Regions from separate parts of the Mus musculus genome. Here region 2 is linked to region 1. A link is a contact called in public HiChIP or PLAC-seq data. All regions are on one chromosome and are shown on one strand. The core of a region is the stretch at or near the end of the contact, and the rest is flanking DNA. Distances in the headings are between cores, read along the strand shown. Region 1 holds the start of Dnah6 (dynein, axonemal, heavy chain 6). Region 2 holds the start of Usp39 (ubiquitin specific peptidase 39).

What was found. HiChIP or PLAC-seq counts read pairs in DNA pulled down with a chosen protein or histone mark.
Region 2: an H3K27ac HiChIP or PLAC-seq map of thymic regulatory T cells shows a contact between it and region 1, with 6 times the contacts expected there. The contact joins the promoter of Usp39 here to the promoter of Dnah6 in region 1. A contact is called at or near these places in 2 of 115 datasets of contacts at active chromatin or transcription factors (astrocytes and thymic regulatory T cells) and 1 of 9 other capture datasets (adipose tissue).

What each region holds. Positions count from the first base shown.
Region 1 is chr6:73,219,623-73,223,633 of GRCm38.p6, forward strand. Dnah6 (dynein, axonemal, heavy chain 6) reads right to left here and starts at 2,009. Exons shown (of 77, transcript NM_001164669.1): 1 at 1,937-2,009. Gm40377 (a long non-coding RNA gene) reads left to right here and starts at 3,175. Exons shown (of 3, transcript XR_869180.3): 1 at 3,175-3,480.
Region 2 is chr6:72,343,044-72,347,054 of GRCm38.p6, forward strand. Usp39 (ubiquitin specific peptidase 39) reads right to left here and starts at 2,132. Exons shown (of 13, transcript NM_138592.4): 1 at 1,842-2,132. The coding sequence starts at 2,106. It also overlaps a transcript of 0610030E20Rik not described here.

The DNA.
Region 1 (4,011 bases), core at 759-3,258:
GTCCGAGGCGAAGGAGAATTCTCCTTAAAGAGGGACGGGGTTTCGTTTTCTCTCTCTCTTGCTTCTTGCTCTCTTGCTTCTTACACGCTTGCTCCTGAAGATGTAAGAAATAAAGCTTTGCCGCAGAAGATTCTGGTCTGTGGTGTTCTTCCTGGCCGGTCGTGAGAACGCGTCTAATAACAGGTCAGGTTGGACAAGACAACTGAGGGGAGACGGAGGGAGCGGAGGGAGCATTAAGGACCAGGGAGAACTGAATTCACATGATTCCCCCCCCCCCCACAAAGAAAACCAGTCAGAGTTCTTCCCCACAGAGTGCTGGGACTAGAGGGATAACAGCTGAGATGTTTGCCTGGCTTGAAGAAGCCCTGGTCTGGGCCTGCACCTGCTTGGATTTGGAAGGATAAAGAGAAGGATGTTGAGCACTACATTTGTCAGATCCAGTACACATAACGTTTCCCCAGGAATTTGGTTTTATAGATGCAGGTAAGAGGTCTGGGGAGATGGCTCCATCTGTAAACTGTTTGTTAGACGAGTGTCTTGGTGTTTCTATGGCTGTGATAAAACACTGACCACATGCAACTTGGGGAGGAAAGGGTTTGCCTCATGTTACAGCTTGTAGTCCATCTTGAAGGGAAGTCAGGGCAGGGACCGAAGGCAGAAATTGAAGCAAAGGCCATTGAGGAACACTGCTTCGTGGCTTGCTCTTCATGGCTTGCTCAGCTTGCTTTCTTATACAACCCATGATCACCTACTCAAAGGTGGCACAGCCTGTGGTAGACTGCACCTTCCCACGTCAATCATCAACCAAGAAAATGTTGGACGGACAAGTGTTTAGGCCAATTTCACAAAGGTGTTTTCTCAGTTGGGAGTCCTTCCCAAATAACTCTAGCTTGTGTCAAGTACACACACACACACACACACACACACACACACACACACACATACACAGCAAACAGACACCAAGCATAAGGACCTGAGTTCGGATCCCTAGCACCCATGTAAAAAGCAAGGCATGGAAGTGTTGCATGTAACCAAAGCACAGGGGAGTAGAGGCACACAGGTGAATCCTAGCCAGCCATGGATTGGTGGCTTTTTTTCTTTTCAACCCCCTTTCCCTACTTTGGGTCCATGGTTTGGGATGGGAAGGCCTTCCAGGCCACAAGTGGCTTTGGTTGAGCTGCTTGGGGGAGTGTTTCTGTGGGGGCATTTATGGTGGTGGCTGTAGGCTGGGGCAGGAAGGAGGGGCTGGCAGCTGCTCAGGGACTTCAAGCCAAGCTATCCAAACTTCAGATTCGGTGAGAGATCTCTGTTTTTTCAAAACAGGGTGGAGAAGCAATTGAAGAAGACAGTCCAGTATCAATCTCTAGCCTCCCATATTCATATGCAAAGGTGCACACACAGGTGTATACACACACACACACACACACACACACACACACAGAGAGAGAGAGAGAGAGAGAGAGAGAGAGAGAGAGAAAGAGAGAGAGAGAGAACAAACGAATGAACAAACAAAACATCTTGAATCAGGTGTGGACATGCCTACATTTTAATCTGGCTCAGTGCCAATAGAAATCAAAAGTCTTTTATGCAATTTTAACGTCTCAAGTAAGCCTATGAGAAACGAAAGGTCTTGACTTTAATGATGTGCTCTACTTAATATTTAAACTATCATTTCAACGCATAACGGTGCTGTGTGAGGCAGGGCTATGTCTTATCTTTCCGGGTAAATTTATACCTGGCGTCTAATGAACAGGACAGGTCTAGATTTGAACAGTCAGTATGTAGTCTTGGGCAAGCCTAGCATCTCTAGTCCTCGCTTTCCTGTCCCCCGGGATAGGAAGCTATCACTGAATCCATCTTTTCTGAGACTTTCTATCCCTGGGGAGGGGTTGCTGAGTGTCTGACTCTGCCCAAAGTTCAGTTCCAATGGACTCACCAAGCGGTTCAACAGCAGCGTTCCCGAAGGGTCTCCAGAGGCCCAGCAATACCTGGTCTGGGAACAGAAGTCTAGTCCCAGGAGAAAATGTTTCCCGTTGCTTAGCAACCACTGGGCCACCAAGGACGCTTACTGCACTAAGGAGGAGCCGGTCAGTCGCTGCCAGCCAGTCTCGAGGAGCTGCTCTCGCTCTCCTGGAGCGCGCCAAGTAATTGAGCCAATCGGTGTTCCCAGAGTATTTGACGTCATTAGTTGTCAGGGAGCAGGCCCCACCCGGAGGATTCCTGCTTTAGAATGGAAATCTCAGGCAGCTTGGGCAAGCAGGCATAGGAGGTCCCGTCTTTTTATGTGTTCCTTCGTTTCTGGACGATCCATGATCTGCAATCCAACCTTCTGTAGGTATCTGTTGTTTCTCAAGAGGCTTGAGTATGACTTGACGTTCGCCCACATCTTAAAATGCTGAGGTGAAAGATTCAAGAGCCTCAGGCGAAGGTTGGGCGAACTATGGAAGCCCTTTCACCTACCTTGGGGAACTGCTTCCCGGGTTGGCAGAGGCTGCTTTTCAACCTACAAAATGTCGTGATCACTGCTGGAACTACGTTCTTTTTCTCCTCCGCTTTCTAACCGTGCCTTGGATAGCCACCCGCTAACAGAAGCCGAGAAAACAGAGTGCGCCTTTGAGCCCGCCTATCGTCAAGTAGATTATACAGAGCTGGAGTATAGATTACAGACCACTCAATCTACCCCACCTCTCCTCACACGCGCCCTGAGTATTGGGCTGACATTTTGTCTCTTGTCATGTGAAGTTTTCAGGGAACACATTACAGTTTTCACAAAACATTTTATTTTGTGCGCGCATGAGTGCTTGTGTGTGTGTGTGTGTGTGTGTGTGTGTGTGTGTGTGTGTGTGTAGGTTCTACAGTGTGTATGTGGAAGCCAGAGGAGAATTTAGTTCGGATCCGTTCTTCCATTATGTGGCTGCCGGGGATGAAAGTCAGGTCATTGCGCCTGGCAGCAGGTGCCTTTGACTGCTGACCGATCTCACTGGCCCTGGGGAGTGTTTAAACACTATATATATATATATATATATATATATATACATATATATATATATATATACATACATACATACATACATACATACACATACATACATACATATATATATATATATATATATATATATATATATATTTGGCAACTTGGCTTTTTAGAAGCTCATAAATTTAACATGACACATTTTATGAGTGCACACTAATTTAGCAGCAAAGGTCTTATTTAATGACGAAGGTCGGATGTTAGGAGAAAGATAAACAGGAAAGACCCATCAGGCATGCTAAGTAAGGCATCCAAGCAGCAGGATGGATAGCATTGAAAGGGCAGCCCTGGATCCTTGGGAAGCCGCACAGCCTCAGGCTCTCAGCCTCTCTCCCCACTTTTTGACTTCCTGCGCATGTCCTTATATGGGGTGCTGTCCCTTCCCAGGCCTTCAGTTCTCCACTTTAGGCTGCACGCTGTGTGCTGGAGAGGGCTTCTTCGGGCAGGTAGGATTTTGTACTCAAACTTCCACAAGACCACCATCAGAGGTGGGGGAGGGCGAAGCGCAGGGGGAGAAGGAGGGAGGGAGGGAGGGAGGGAGGGAGGGAGGGAGAGAGAGAGAGAGAGAGAGAGAGAGAGAGAGAGAGAGAGAAGCCCAAGCCTCAGTAGGCTGAGGTGTCACATTCCACTCTCAGCACTCACAGGAATTTCAACTTTGCCCCATTTGGCAGCGTCCCCGGACATCATTGGCCTCCAGGCTCTTGGCTTGGATTTTCTGGGACTCCCTGGCCTACTGTTTATTCCCAGTTTGTTCAAAGCAGCTTGCCACCATGTGTAATGTGCTGGCATTTTTTTTTTAAAGGAGGGTAGGGATAGCTTAATTTGTTGTTGAGTTTCTATTTCTAGAATTTTAAAATACTGGTTTTCCTTCACTTTAAATGATATTTATTTCTTGTCTTTGCAGGTAATATGCTAATGCAGAAGTTAGGGGCAGTGTTGATTATATTCCATTAGCCTGAGATACTTGTGACCCTGTC
Region 2 (4,011 bases), core at 882-3,381, 880 kb before region 1:
AGCACAGGCAAGATCTGCTCAGTGGTAGAACACTTAACTAGCACAGGCAAGATCTGCTCAGTGGTAGAACACTTAACTAGCACAGGCAAGATCTGCTCAGTGGTAGAACACTTAACTAGCACAGCCAAGATCTGCTCAGTGGTAGAACACTTAACTAGCACAGCCAAGATCTGCTCAGTGGTAGAACACTTAACTAGCACAGCCAAGATCTGCTCAGTGGTAGAACACTTAACTAGCACAGGCAAGATCTGCTCAGTGGTAGAACACTTAACTAGCACAGCCAAGATCTGCTCCAGCATCATAAATGGAGGACTGGAGGCTCTCCTCAAATCACAGGCACAAAACAAGCAAACACAAAACAAAACAAAATCACCGAAATGGGAACATTTGATCACTAAGATTGGGAGAGTTTGATCAGTTAGGTTAGGTTCTAGGACAGCCAGGGACCACACACACACACATCTCAAAAAGATGAGCTTTTCCATTTCCTTTAGTGACAACATTCAAAAAAAGGCCACTAATGAAATAAGTTGCAAACTAAGAGTAGGTCTATTACATATATAACCAATGAAAGATTAATTTATATATTACATAAAGGAATCCAGGCAAGTGAGATGGCTTAGTAAAGGTGCTTACCAGCAACCCAACTATCTGAGTTCAATCCCTGTGACACACAGGCTAGGAGAGAAAACGGACTCCCACAAGTTGCCCACTGACTTCCACACATACACCATGGTACATGCATACACATAAATAAATGCCAGGCATTGGTGGTGTACATTAATCCTAGCCCTTGAGTGAGTAGGCTAGGTGAAATCTCTGAGTTTGAGGCCTACCGACAAAGTTCCAAGACAGCCAGGGCTACTTAGTAAGAGCCTGCCTAAATAAGCAAATAAATAAATAAATAAATATCAAATGGGCAGGAAAAGTATCATGAAATATATCACAAGTACTAAGATAAGCTGAATATCCTTAAATCTACTATTAGTACAAGAACTGTATTGGTTCTGAGAGTTAATCCTAATGTGTTAACTCTAACTAAAGTTAACCCTAATGTGTTAGCTTGACACAGCTTCATGGATGCTGACAGAAGCCACATGATCACAGACTAAAACAAAGAGTCTACTACAGCAATAACAGTACCCTATTATATGACATCTTTGCCAGATCCTAGAGTTAAGTCCCATAATAGAATAGAAAAAGAACCAGTGCTCATAGTGGGTTGCCTTACAGAAGATCCCTGCCCTTAAAGAAGATTATATCTTCTTGTGACCTTACTCCCTACCTATTGCTCTATGGAATAATACTATCTGTCTCCCAAGGCTGGTCATTACATCAGCATCCTTTACAAGACAACATGGAACAACCCCCATGCAAAACCCAGGAGAAGCATTAGTGTCTCCAAACTATTCAACTAGTACAAAGTCAATACTTGAGTTGAGTGCACTGGGACTCAACTAATGGTCTTATTCCAAAAATTACAACATGACTCTGACTCTTAGGAATTTGTGGGGGGTGGGGGGGAACGGAGAAGGGTCCATCTGTACAGTCGTCAGTAGAGCACCTGACCCACGTAGGCTATACGTGAATAGGGAGATGCTGTGATGTATTATGACAGGCAATCCAGCCTGCTGGATTCAAGCCTGGTCAGGGAGGCAGAAGAAAGGAAAAGTAAAAAGCAGACAAAAACTGGGCATCTCAGACTTCAAGAAGGGGAAGCAAGAGTCTAAGGCCATCTCTGGTTACAACTTCAAGTTCCTGAGACCCGTCTTTAAAAATATAGGAGGAGAAAGAAGAAAGCAGGCGAAGGAAGAGGACGCGCCCGGCCCGGCCCCGCGCACCTCGCACCTCCCGCTCGGGCTCCGAGTCTTCATCGGCCTCGCGCTCACGCTTCACCCGCACGACCGGGAGCGCGGGCGCCGGGACCTCTCGCGCAGCCGGCTCGGCCTCCCGCTTCACGCGGACCGGGCTACCCCGGGAGCTCGCCGCCTCGGGCTCCTTCTCACGGTCTCGCTCCTTCTTGATGCGACCCGAGCTGCCACGAGACTCGGACTCACGCTTCCCGCGGGTGGAACCATGGGACTGCCGCTTGGACCGGCTAGACATCGCCACCACCAGTTAGGAGCTTCCGCGCCGGCGCCGAGCACGGGCAGCAAGCAGCCAATCAGAAGTCGAGATGGCCTCATAGAAACGCAGCGCGCTACGAGTCGCTGTGAGGGACAATACAGGCTTATAAAACGTTATAAGCGCTGCTGGCCCAACCGAGATAGTTTCGAACATATTGTGTCCTTGTCCAACATCTCTTCACGGCTTAAATAGGAACCTTTCACAGGCTACTTTCATTTTAGGGAAAAGGAAGCTAGCACTCCACCCGAGATAGCTTCAGGACAATTTGTGTCTCGAAACGACGATCCAGAGATGTCCCCTGATCAGGGACTGATGACCTACACAGGAAAAGGAGTCAGTATTCCCAAATTAACTCCTTCATTCAGGCTTGTACCTGGGAACTTCAATTAGTATCATATTTAAAGGGCTCTTGAAATGAGTTTGCAAATACTCTGCTAAGGCGCATTTATTGTTTAGCTAATAAAACTTCAAATTCAGCCTTACCACTGAGTCATGCCTTAGTCCCTGCCTATTTGAACAGTTCCATCGAAGTATAATTGATATACAAGATAGTACACGTTTGATGTGTCTAATTTGCTAAATTGCGATGTATGAACACTTACAGATTCAAGAGAAGAAACTTGTCTCACCCCAGAAATGTCCTGTGCCCACGTGGAATCCCACCCAAACCACAATAGTGACTACATTTCCTAGAATTTTATGTTCAAGTATGAGTCGGTGTTTCCTCTTTCTGACCAGGTCTCATTCACGTCTAGGGTAAGGCAGTCTGTTCCTTTACTTTCAATATAACAATTCCATCAAGCAGATGCACTTGATTCTGTCACTGCTCTAATAAGTTTCTGATGTTTACATTTTAAACTGAAAACTTGGAAAGCTATACTCTCAGGATCAGGCAAAACAAATCCCAAAGTTTAAGGCCAACTGAGCTACATAGTTAATTCAAGACTATCCTAGGCTACATGCCAGAAGGAAAGAAACAAGAGAAGGCTATGCACTATTAGACCCTCAAAAGCCTTGGTTCCTCTCATGGTCAGTTAAGCAAGTGGTCTGGACACCAGCAGTGCAGCTCCAATGTGGCTGAAATAGGGACTGGGTATGGGTGGGGAAAACTTACCTACGTGAGCACTTGTCTGCCTCATTGCCTATCAGAGACAGATGTTTTTAGTATGTCCACTAATAAGCAAACAAACGGAGGAGATTGGCTCAATTGGTGAGAAAGCTTACTGTCCAAGCATGAGTCCAAAACTCCAGCACCCGTGGAAAAAGCTGACAGTGGGCTCATGCCTATAGTCCTAGCCATGTGGGAAATGGAGACAGGAGGACCACTAGGGCTTGGTGGCTGTCAGCTGAATTACAGGTTAAGTGAGAGGCCCTATCTCAAAGGAACAGGTAGAGAATACAGACAAGAGCACCCAGTGTCGTCCTCTTGCCTATACACACACACTACAAAAACAAAATTAAGGAAACCTAGGCACATTTAGATTAAAGAGTCAACCAAGTGGCATATATTAACATGTCTTCTTTAATTCTGCCATAAAGAAATGTCATTTGTAGGGAAATGGTGAACCTAAAGATGTTAAGCGAATTCAGTATAATTTAGAAAGAGTAATCACCAATATTGCATGTTTTTCCCATATGTAGGACCTAGATTTTAAGTGTGTATGTGTGTGTGTGTGTGTGTGTGTGTGTGTGTGTGTGTGTAAGAGGGGAGAGAAGGGGAGAGAACTATAGGAGGCAAGGAGGGGGTCTAAAAGAAGATGGAGCAGAGGTGATGGAGATGACAAAATATTTCTCATGAGCAGAATCTAGCTTTAAAGACAGGAGCAAAGTAGATACACACAACACATAGACACACGCATATGATCTCATAGTGAAGTTTATTAT